2 separate regions of the Mus musculus genome follow, and region 2 is linked to region 1. Evidence: chromatin contacts called from public Hi-C data. All regions are on one chromosome and are shown on one strand. The core of a region is the stretch at or near the end of the contact, and the rest is flanking DNA. Distances in the headings are between cores, read along the strand shown. Region 1 overlaps Gm34301 (a long non-coding RNA gene). Region 2 has its middle 32 kb from the start of Gm14635.

The links. A called contact is a pair of places that touch in the nucleus more often than the background predicts.
Region 2: a Hi-C map of liver shows a contact between it and region 1, with 4 times the contacts expected there. The contact joins two enhancer-like sites. A contact is called at or near these places in 1 of 484 Hi-C or Micro-C datasets (liver) and 4 of 115 datasets of contacts at active chromatin or transcription factors (acute myeloid leukemia, embryonic stem cells, large pre-B cells and 1 more).

Annotation. Positions count from the first base shown.
Region 1 is chrX:12,003,716-12,008,623 of GRCm38.p6, reverse strand. It overlaps Gm34301 (a long non-coding RNA gene), which reads right to left. Exons shown (of 4, transcript XR_003953093.1): 4 at 3,888-4,440. Among named protein-coding and RNA genes, the nearest start is that of Gm34301, 4.0 kb to the right of the region's middle. Within about 2 kb of position 1,838, at least 320 of the 459 cell types and tissues checked have an H3K27ac peak or open chromatin away from gene starts, as enhancers often do. A contact at or near this core is called in liver and pancreatic cancer cells, where this site is marked.
Region 2 is chrX:12,320,627-12,325,702 of GRCm38.p6, reverse strand. No RefSeq gene overlaps it. Among named protein-coding and RNA genes, the nearest start is that of Gm14635, 32 kb to the left of the region's middle. Within about 2 kb of position 2,167, at least 18 of the 459 cell types and tissues checked have an H3K27ac peak or open chromatin away from gene starts, as enhancers often do. A contact at or near this core is called in liver and pancreatic cancer cells, where this site is marked.

The DNA.
Region 1 (4,908 bases), core at 589-3,088:
GTAAAAAACCAAGCCCAAGAGGCAAGCGCAAGAGCATGGGCTGCTCTCTCAGTACCTGTGATCCACCTGGGATCGGAGCACCCCAGGCCCAATTTGTCCCTATCCCAAACAACAGAGGCCAATAAAGGCTTCGGGGAATCTTGAAACTGGGTGGAGAGAGGACCCCTCCCTCACTTCCCAATCTGCTTCACCAATTGCTTTACTCCAAACTGTGGGCTGATTTCCATTAATCACACTTGGCCCTAATTACCCTGGAGCAACCATTCTTCCCCTGGCCTGGAGCTGGAATTTTAAGGGGCTATTGACAAAGCAGGTCCGTGGGTCTAAACAATAGTGGTAGCTTCAGGAAAAGGCTGGGTGAGGTGTCCATCCCCGGTCCTTTCCATCTACACTATGGAAGTTCCAGGCCTGCTGGTGATCTCCCCAGGTAGGAACCTGAGTTCCTCCACTAAATAGATTTTCCTTTTGTTGTCACATTAATTTGCAACTCATTAATAGTGACAGAAGTGAGGTACTGCAACGATGTCATTTGCATATTCATGAGTGACTTATTATTAAACAAATAAGATTTTCCTATCTTCGCAGCACCCAAAGTAAGGCTGAACAGCACATTACACCGGCCCCGTGCTTTATTCTCTCTTTAATATGTTAATAGATGCAGTTGATTTCTTTAAGTAAATACGCATCTATAAAACAACACGTACTTTATAAAAAAGAAATTTAAATAATAATCCATTAGCAAAGTTGGCAACAATTTAAGAGGAACAACCCATTAATACTAACGCGTGGGAATCAATTTGCGAATTTTTAACTCGGGTGGTGGGTTGCGGACGATTGAGGGGGAGGACTGCAAGTGTTGTGTGAGCTTAAAAAAAAAAAAACATTTTAGTGAGTTTCAGGAGACAAGGACTGAGATCCTTTCCATGTTTCGGGTGCCGGCTCCCCGGAGGTGGAAAACTGTCCGAGTCTTCACCTCCACACCTGCCTTTTCCCTGCGTCCTCTGGAGATCCGAGCCGTGGGCTGACATCTAGCACGTGGCTTTCCACCGGGCCCCTAGGCTGCCCAGCAGCACAGAGTTAGGCGGGGTGGGGGTGGGGCAAGGCCTGGCGTCTAAGCGCCTCTCCTCCCGGGGCTGAGGCTGGGGCTCTCCCCTCCTGCCCTCCATCCCTCGACACCGGCTTCATCACAGCCGGTTCTTTCCAGCTAGGGTCAGGGTGGCCTCCCCCCGCGGTGTCGCGGAGCTCAGGGCCAACCGCGCACCCTTATCTCGGCCGAGTCAGACACTCGCCGCGCGGAATCTGTTGACATTTACTATTGTTCGCAGGAGTCCGGAGCGCCGGGCGGGAGCGAGCGGGCGGGCGGGCGGGGCGAGCCGAGGGAGGGCCGCAAGTGGGAGGCCTGCGCTCCACGTGTGTGCGCGCGCGCGCGTGCTCGCCGGGGGGGTGGGGAGGGCCGTCTGCCTGGAAAATAAAAGTGGCCGGCGGGCCCGGAAGCTTCCAAAGCCGGCTGAGCGGCCCACGCCGGGAATTGAAGTGGTGGCGCGCGGGGGTGGGGTGGGGGGAGGTGGGTGCAGGAAGGAAGACTGGGCAAGCGGGCCGTGGGCTCGGCGGGGGAGGGGTGGGGACAGCTCCAGCCGCACGGCCCCCGGTGACCCACAGGACACAAGTGCATTTGTGCCTAGCCGTGGTAGGGATTAAAGTGCCATACGGCCCGAGCGAGGGGGGCGAGGCGGGTAGAAAACAACCAGCGCGCACAAAGCGCGCATTGTTCCAGCCACCTCCATTATGCCGCGCTGCAGCCAAGAGCCTGTTTCGCAACTGCCGTCCCGGCGATTGGGCGCGCGCGCGTACACACACACACACACACACACACACACACACACCTCCCTGACCAAGGCAGGGTGCACTCCATCGGGACTGGGAAGGGCTGCCCGGGTGGGTTGTGAGTAATGGGGACTCGCGGGTATCTTGAAGAGCTCGGCTGAGCTCTTTATCGGTTTTCGTCCTCGTCTTCTCGGCACTTTTCGTTTTTTTCTGGCTCCTGCCCCGAGCGCACCCCGGAGCGAGGAGCTTCCCCTGGGGAGGAGGCGACGGCGGGGGTGTGAAGTGGAGAGGGCGCGCTCTCAACCGCTGTCACCCGCGGATCGCAGCCCCAGGCGCACAGCGCTCGCCTGCTCTGCTGAAGACACGTGCGCAGCAGGAACGGGGACAGCATCCTTGCTTTCCAAGGAGAGGCTCCGGGAGCACCCACTCCAAGGCTTCCTGGCACTCTGGGACTTCCCCCTGTCGGGAGCGGAAGCTGTGGAATCCCGCACAGCGCTGCCTGGCCTGCCCGGGCGTGCGTGCCAAGTGGGCCAGCTCAGTCTCCTTTACACTAACCACACAGGGCCCAGGCCCTGGCCTCCTCTCTCTGTGGCATCAAGCGCCCTGCTTAAGCACGCTGAGAGGGAATTTAAGCCTGGGCAGCAACAGAAGAAGGTTCCCTTCTCCTTTGGGTGCAGAGTAGGGGGAGGACTAGAAGCCACCCCACTTTCCAGACCCCCTGCTGAGCCCTCTTGGTGGGCAGGTGGGGATCGAAGGCGCCCAGGCTCCGCAAGCTAGCGAAGTCTGGTTTCCTTTACGTTTTACAAGCTATAAATAAACTTCCCCTTGGGCGGATGAGCGCTGCGTCCAAGGGCGGCTTCCCGCCGAATCCGGCGGGCGGTTTACGATCTGGGCCAGGAGCTGGTCTTACGGCGGCCTGAGCCTAGGGTGGGGCGATGGCTCAGGGAAAGCTCAGAGGTCGTCCAGGAGTGGTCGAGTGACCCTCCTCTTCCCTGCGGGGCTGAGGCGCCTCAGCTCTGAGGGCTGGGGGTGGAGCCAGTTGATTTATGAGCCGTCACCCCACCCCGCCCCTCCCGTTTCACTTGTTTTCCTCATCTTCTCTAGCTCAAGCCCTGTTCCCAAAGCCTCACCCCGCAACCCTGCCCAGTGAGGGTTTGGCAACACCGGGCGGCTAGAGCACTGGCCGAGGGGCCCCGGGCGAGGAAGGGGGTGCAAGGGTGTGGGTGAAGCCTTTGGTGTTTTTTCATCCCTCCCACCCCACTCCCGTACCTCCTCCCAGAGCAGGCTAGCCAGCCTAGCCGGACAAAGCTGGGTGGCCAAAAAGCCTGAGAGGCTGAGATAAAGGGCTGGCCTCTAGGGGTGGGAAAATCCCAAGCGTTTGGGGTAGATCCCTGACTTTCTCAAGGTCACCGGGCGGGGGACTGGAACCATTGGCTCATACCAGAGCAGAAGCCATTGCATCAATCAGTTAACACCTTGCAAAGGTCTCCATCTCGCCGCCTCTTTAAGGGTGTTCAGTTTCCCAAGGAAGTACATAAAAGACAGGGCAAGGAAGGCACCGTGGGTCCCAAGACTGCTTTTCGTCATCGAGGGTTTGCTCTGCTTTGATGCTCACACTCACACTGTCTAGGTGGGAGGCCTGGCCTCCAACACACACGTGAGGACGATGTCTGTATGTGGGCCTAGATAGGAAGTGAAGAGTTGGAGGTGACTCAGGTAGTTGGCTACCTTCTTTCCATCTGAGATTTAGGAGAGGTGAGTTGGGAAAGCTCAAGAGAAGGCCCTCCTTAGCCTGGAACAACATCGTCCCTTTGCCCTCTGTTTGTTTAGCGCTTCCACTTAGCCTCCGCAGCTGGTGGCAGAGGGATTCCTGGCAGCATTAATCTCAGGACAGGATCCTAACCTTGATCCCTGGGGACACCCTCTCCCTCTCCATTCTCTGAGCCAAAAGTCACAGCGTACTAGTGCCCTACCACCATCACCTAACCGGACCAGGGGGAAGTTGGGGGGGTCTATAAAAGGGGACCTTTGGCAAGGTCTCCATTGTTCCTCGGGGGCTGGGAAGCTGACTCACTCTGAGCACAGAGCGATGCAGAGTGTTTTCTCGGCAGCCTTTCCCCGAGTGCTTTATTTAGACAGGCTTTATTTACAGTACACATGTTTTCGGCTCGTTATTCTGGAGGCGGGAATGGAAACTGGGCAGAGCTGTTTTCCCCCGTGAGCGGCGCCTTTAGAAGGGGTTGAGGATCCGGAGCCTTGAAGGATCCCGCTCTCGTTGGGCTCTCGTAGTCCTCAGTGAGATCCTATTTAAGAAAACTGAATGGAGCAGAAAAGGGTGCTGGGAGACCCACAGCGGGCCAACCCTCCCACAGTACTCTCTTACACCTGCATGACAGCAGGAGGGGAGGGCAGTGAGATATCTTGGTGACAAGAGTTCAGAGTGGGCCATAGAAGGTCACAGGACCAACAATCCGTTTAGTGTGAAAAATCTGAAGCCAGTCTGTTCCTGGAGCTTCTTCGTTTGCTTTGGACCTCCGGAGTTCCCTGGCCTTCATCCCCTTTGGTTCTGTTAGTAGTCTTGTGGCTGCTCCAGCTGGAGGGCCTCTGGTTGCCAGCCTGCAGTCAAGACAGATTTTTGGCAGCCTCTCAGTAAGTAGGGTGGTCCAGTTAGGGACTGCAGGAAATTGTTTGAGCTAGATTAAATATTTTACAAAACCTTTTTTTTTTGGGGGGTGGGGGCTATGGTTGACTTCAAGTTGGCAATGTTAAACCAAACAAAAGTTAAAGCGGTCTCTCTTCTGACTTTTAAGGTACGGTTCAGAGAAACGGAGGGAGTAGTGCTCTTTAGAGGAAACAAATTTAATGGCTTTTCCTCTTATTTTTCTCTACATCCTTCTCCCTGCTGTTAACAGAGTTTACTACTCTCAGGCATTGGGTGGTAGAAAGACTGCCCCCCCCCCGTCCCTTTTTGAGGGGAGCTGCAGCTGATTTGGTATCAGGTGGTTACTGAGTCCTAAGCCTAAAGCTGTTAGCTTCTGATTACTGCTTAAAGTTAACTGCAGCCTATCAGGGGTGAGTTGGCCC
Region 2 (5,076 bases), core at 918-3,417, 320 kb before region 1:
TACCACCACCACCACCACCACACACACACTGTCCCAGACTAATTCATAGGGCGAAAATAAGTGAGCGCTAGCTCCACACAGAGTGGCTTTCAGGCGCCATCCTTATTTATCTGTGAGGAGACAGCTGAGACCCATCCTGATGGATAGTTCCACTGTAACTCAGCAGGGACTGCCAGGAAAAGTTGAATAGTGTCTGAGATTTTAAGCAGGGAGAAACCTGGTGAGTCTCATAGCTCATCTTTCCATTGATCTCCTTTGGAGTGTCTCCAACACACAGTACCAGCCTTTACAGAAGTCTGCTCATCTAGGGACAAAGGGAAGGAAGACAACAGGGACATGCTCTTCCTGTCTGTGAACCTTCCCTGTTTGCTCTTTAGTGACAAAGGCAGACCCATTAATAGATATGTGGCTTGCAGTACCCATTCTATAAATTACCTACCAGAAACCTACGCATTTGAGATGACCAGGACCTCTGATCCTACCTACAGACAGTGCAAACAGTGAGGATATTGAGTCCTGGCATGTGTCAATAGTATTCTCATTCTAATATTAAGAATCTATTCTTAGACTAGGCATGGTGGTGCACGCCTTTAGTCCCAGCACTTGGGAGGCAGAGGCAGGCGGATATCTGTGAGTTCGGTGCCATCCTGGTCTACAGAGTGAGTTCCAGGACAGCTAGGGTTGTTACACAGAGAAACCCTGTCTCAAAAAACAAAACAAAACAAAAAATAAAAATAAAAATAAATAAATACAGAACAAACCAATCAAACAAGCAAAAGGAATCTATTCCTAGGTCCTGGTAAGTTCAGCAGCACTTATATTAAGTTCAATGGCCTGAGTTTAATATCTGAGGGCCCACATACTAGAAAGACAGAACCATCCAAAAGTCTGACCTCCACACATGGGCCATGGCATGCCCCCCTCAACCTAAATAAATATGATTTAAAAGAATAATAATAAAAGTCTATTTTTATGGTCCTGTGAACTTGTCCCAGATATATGTACGATAGCCAAGGTAACAGGTTGGTAAGTTGACTGACTATATTGGCTACTGGTCGCCAACTATTGGTCACTGACACTGGAGCTGACCCTCAGCTTGCATGCTCAGCTGGCATTTGGATGAGAGAGCCATCTTTTGGCTGGGCCCTGGCAGAATAGCATGAAATGAAGAAGCAACAAAAACCTGTAGGAATTATTCCCAGACCCATGGCAAGGCTAACCAAGAATAAGAGAGAGCTGAATAAAATACAGAAAGAGAAAGACATAACTACAAACAAAAATCATTAAATGAAATAAAATCATTAAATGGGGAAAAGACCGTTTAAATTGGAAGGCAAAATTACAATCAAGTCCTTGTAATCTATAACGTTAATGTTTGATCAAGATGATCCTTTCAAAGGCAGCAAATACAAAGAGATTAAAGACATCCCCTCTCCAGGAGCTTCAGGTGAGGTCTATTTTGGTCCATTTGAACACATTAATAATAAAGTCTGAGTCAACAGTAATGCATCGGTGTCACATTAAAGAAAGAAATCAAAACACTTCCCCTTGGTGTCATTTAACCAGGAGCAAGTCCACATTTGAATTCTCTACTTTTACCTCCCTGTGTCTGCCATCCTTTTGCTTCCTACTGTATGAGTCAGAGTTCGTGCCTGCCCGAAGAATGTCCTGTGACTCTGTCCCAGTGTCTGCATGTCCGGGTGTGTCCCTAATGAAAGGCTCTGCTCTGTCTCTTATAGAACAGCGCAGAAACCATCATATGGGGGCAGAGTGAGGGACACTTTACAGAAATCTTTAACAGTTTCACAAGGGATTAAGTCACTGGCTCCAACTGACCCCAGTTGACTCATAACAAACATCATTGTTTATCAAGCAATATCCGTATGTTGAGTTCAACAGTTATGGTGGATATTAATTTTATAAGATTGCTTTCAACCTCTGTGTTTGCCGCTTTCGCAAATGATACAAATGCATAATTTTGTGTCAGGGGCATGAAAGAGTGCATAATTTAAGAGTACAGTTAAGCATAAGCTAGGTTGTAAAAGCTAATGGGAAATTCAAGGCAAATAAGGTTGGCTGTTACATTGTTCTCTTAAAAGTAGGTTAAACAAACAGGCTGAGTCCACAGTAGGATATCAGTCTTGAGTTTTAAATGACCTCAAGGTATATTATTAACTCTGGCTGTAAGGTCCAGAAAAAAGTTCCAGTCTCTTAGAATGTTAGGGACATTTTCATTACAATATTGCATCACCGCAGTCTGTGAAACTTTTTCTAAATTTTATCACATTTCCTTATTTATTTAGGTGGGGGAGGTATGCTTGTGCCACAGCTCACATGTACTGGGTTCTCTCTTTCTAATGTACGGGTTCCCGGAATCAAACTCAGGTTGTCAGGCTTGACAGCAAAAGCCTTTACCCTCTGTACCATCTCCCTAAACCAAATTCTGTGAAACTTTTAAGAACTGTTGGCCAGGTGATGGTGGTGTATGCCTTTAATCGCAGCACTCGGGAGGCAGAGGCAAGCAGATCTCTGTGAATTTGAGGCCAGCCTGGTCTACAAAGTAAAGTTCCTGGACAGCCAAGATTACACAGAGAAACTCTGTCTTGAAAAAACAAAAAGAAAAAAAGAACTGTTCAATTCTGGGTTGATATTATCCCCTATCCAGAGAATGGTCTTAGCCACTTTAATTAATGTAATCAAGATAACTCCCTACAGGAATATCCGGAAGTACATCTCCCTCGTGATTCTAGGGTCTGGGAAGTTGACAATTAACAGTGACCACTACAAATAGACTAGCAGATGATAGATTGAGTAGGGTCATCTGTGTTATCCACATAGTACAGTCTCCCAAGTGGGCTTCTCTAAGGGTTCAGGAGGCCCAGATATGCTATAAGAGCCAGTGTCAGTATGACCCTGGGAGTGTGGTAAGTGAATTGCTTTGGATGAGATTCTGTTGGAGAAATTGTCACTTCTGTCACTGTTTGATTGGTTAGCAGGGCAGCAGAGTGCTGTTCCAACTGGCTCCAATCCCAAACCACTCTGGCTGGCAACCTGGTGAGCAAAACAAAGCTAAGAGCTAAGGGGTGAATAACCTCAGCCTTTGCTCTCTCCAAGAGGCACCTAGCCAAAGACATAGAAAGCCAAGCTAATTGGCGTAGGTGGTGATTATACATGCTTACCTGCATGGTGAACCATCTCAGCAGAGACTATTCTTTCAGGTTTTGATTAAAACACTTTGGGGGGGGGGTGGTAGAGAGATGGCTCAGCGGGAAATAGCACTTACAATACAAATAAGAGGACCTAGGTTCACATTCCCAGAATCCATGCGAAAATCCAGGTTTAGTCAGACATACTTTGAAACCCATAACTGTGCACAAGAGTTAGAGATGAAAAGATGGCTGGGGCTTACTGACCATCAGCCTAGATCCAGGTTCAATGAGAGACCTTGTCTCAAGAGAATACGGCAGAAAGTGATGGAGCAGTATGCCTGACTCCCCCCACCACACACACGTATATACTACACATATACATTACACACAACAATAACAATGTAGACAGTAAGATGACATATGATTGACTAGACAGATGGCTCAGCAGTTAAGAGTACTGGCTGCTCTTCTAGGGCAGCTGGGTTCAATTCCCAGCACCCACATGACAGCTCACAATGATCTGCAACCCCAGTTCTAGGAGCTCTGGCATCCTCACACAGACACACATGCAGGCAAAACACCGATGGGCTTGCTAAACAAACAAACAAACAAACAAACAAATCTCAAAAGAAAATGTTACATTTGCCACAAAAGTATTTGATGCCTGGAATCCACACAAAGATGAAAAGAGAACTGACTAAACAAAATTAGTCTTAGATTTCCACATATACACACACACTAGATAGGTAGGCAGGTAGATAGTTATGGAGAGAGAGACAGAGAGAGAGAGAGAGAGAGAGAGAGAGAGAGAGAGAGGGAGAGAGAGGGAGAGAGAGAGAGAGAGAGAGAGAGAGAGAGAGAGAGAGAGAGAGAGAGAGAGAATTTTTTAAAAAGAGTGGGTGAGCTGGGTATGTTGGTACTCACCGTTAATCCCTGTACTTGGGAGGCTGAGGCAGGGGGATATCAAGTTCTCCTGAACTAAATAAGACCTTTCCCCCCAAAAGAGTGCTGGGGTCCAAGTGATGCTCTATTTCAGGACTGTTTTAACTTGGCAGACATGAAGAAATTCACTCATAACGTGGGCACTGTCATGTAGGAGAGCTGAACTGTAATGAAAAGTTTAAGGAAATTCTAATGAGCTTTTAAATATTTTTATTTCATGTGTATGGGTGTTTTGCCTGCACATATGCCACACTCCGCATGTGTATCAAGTGCTGTGGAGGTCAGAAGAGAGCATCAGGTCTGCTTGAACTGGAGTTTCAGGTGGTTGTGAGTCACCACGTTGGTGCTATAAAAATGAACCAGTGTTCTCTGGTGCTAGTGTTCTTTTTTTTTTTTTTTAAGATTTATTTATTTATTATATGTAAGCACACTGTAGCTGTCTTCAGACACACCAGAAGAGGGCGTCAGATCTTATTACAGATGGTTGTGAGCCACCATGTGGTTGCTGGGATTTGAACTCCAGACCTTTGGAAGAGCAGTCGGGTACTCTTACCCACTGAGCCATCTCACCAGCCCGGTGCTAGTGTTCTTAACGTCTGAGCCATCTCTCCAGCCCTTCCAATAAGGTGTTTTTGTTTTGTTTTGTTTTGATGATTCATTTTAGAACCAATGTTTGGCTTCCATGGGGTTTGAGGGAAAACTGGCACACAGAGTGGGCAAATTGGAATTAGACTCCAATCAGATGAGATGACTACATGGGCTGGTAGTTAATCTTCATTATCAGTTTGACCAGATTCAGAATCATCTAGGGGCATATGACTGTGAGGATCTTCCCAAAGATTGTTTTATTAATTTTTACTCTCATATATTACATTCTAACTGCATTCCCCCTACCACAACTTTTTAGAATGTTTACCTAGGGAGGAGACGTCCAACGCTTAGTGCTTGGCACCATTCCACCAACAGTGGTTCTGAGTACAAAAAG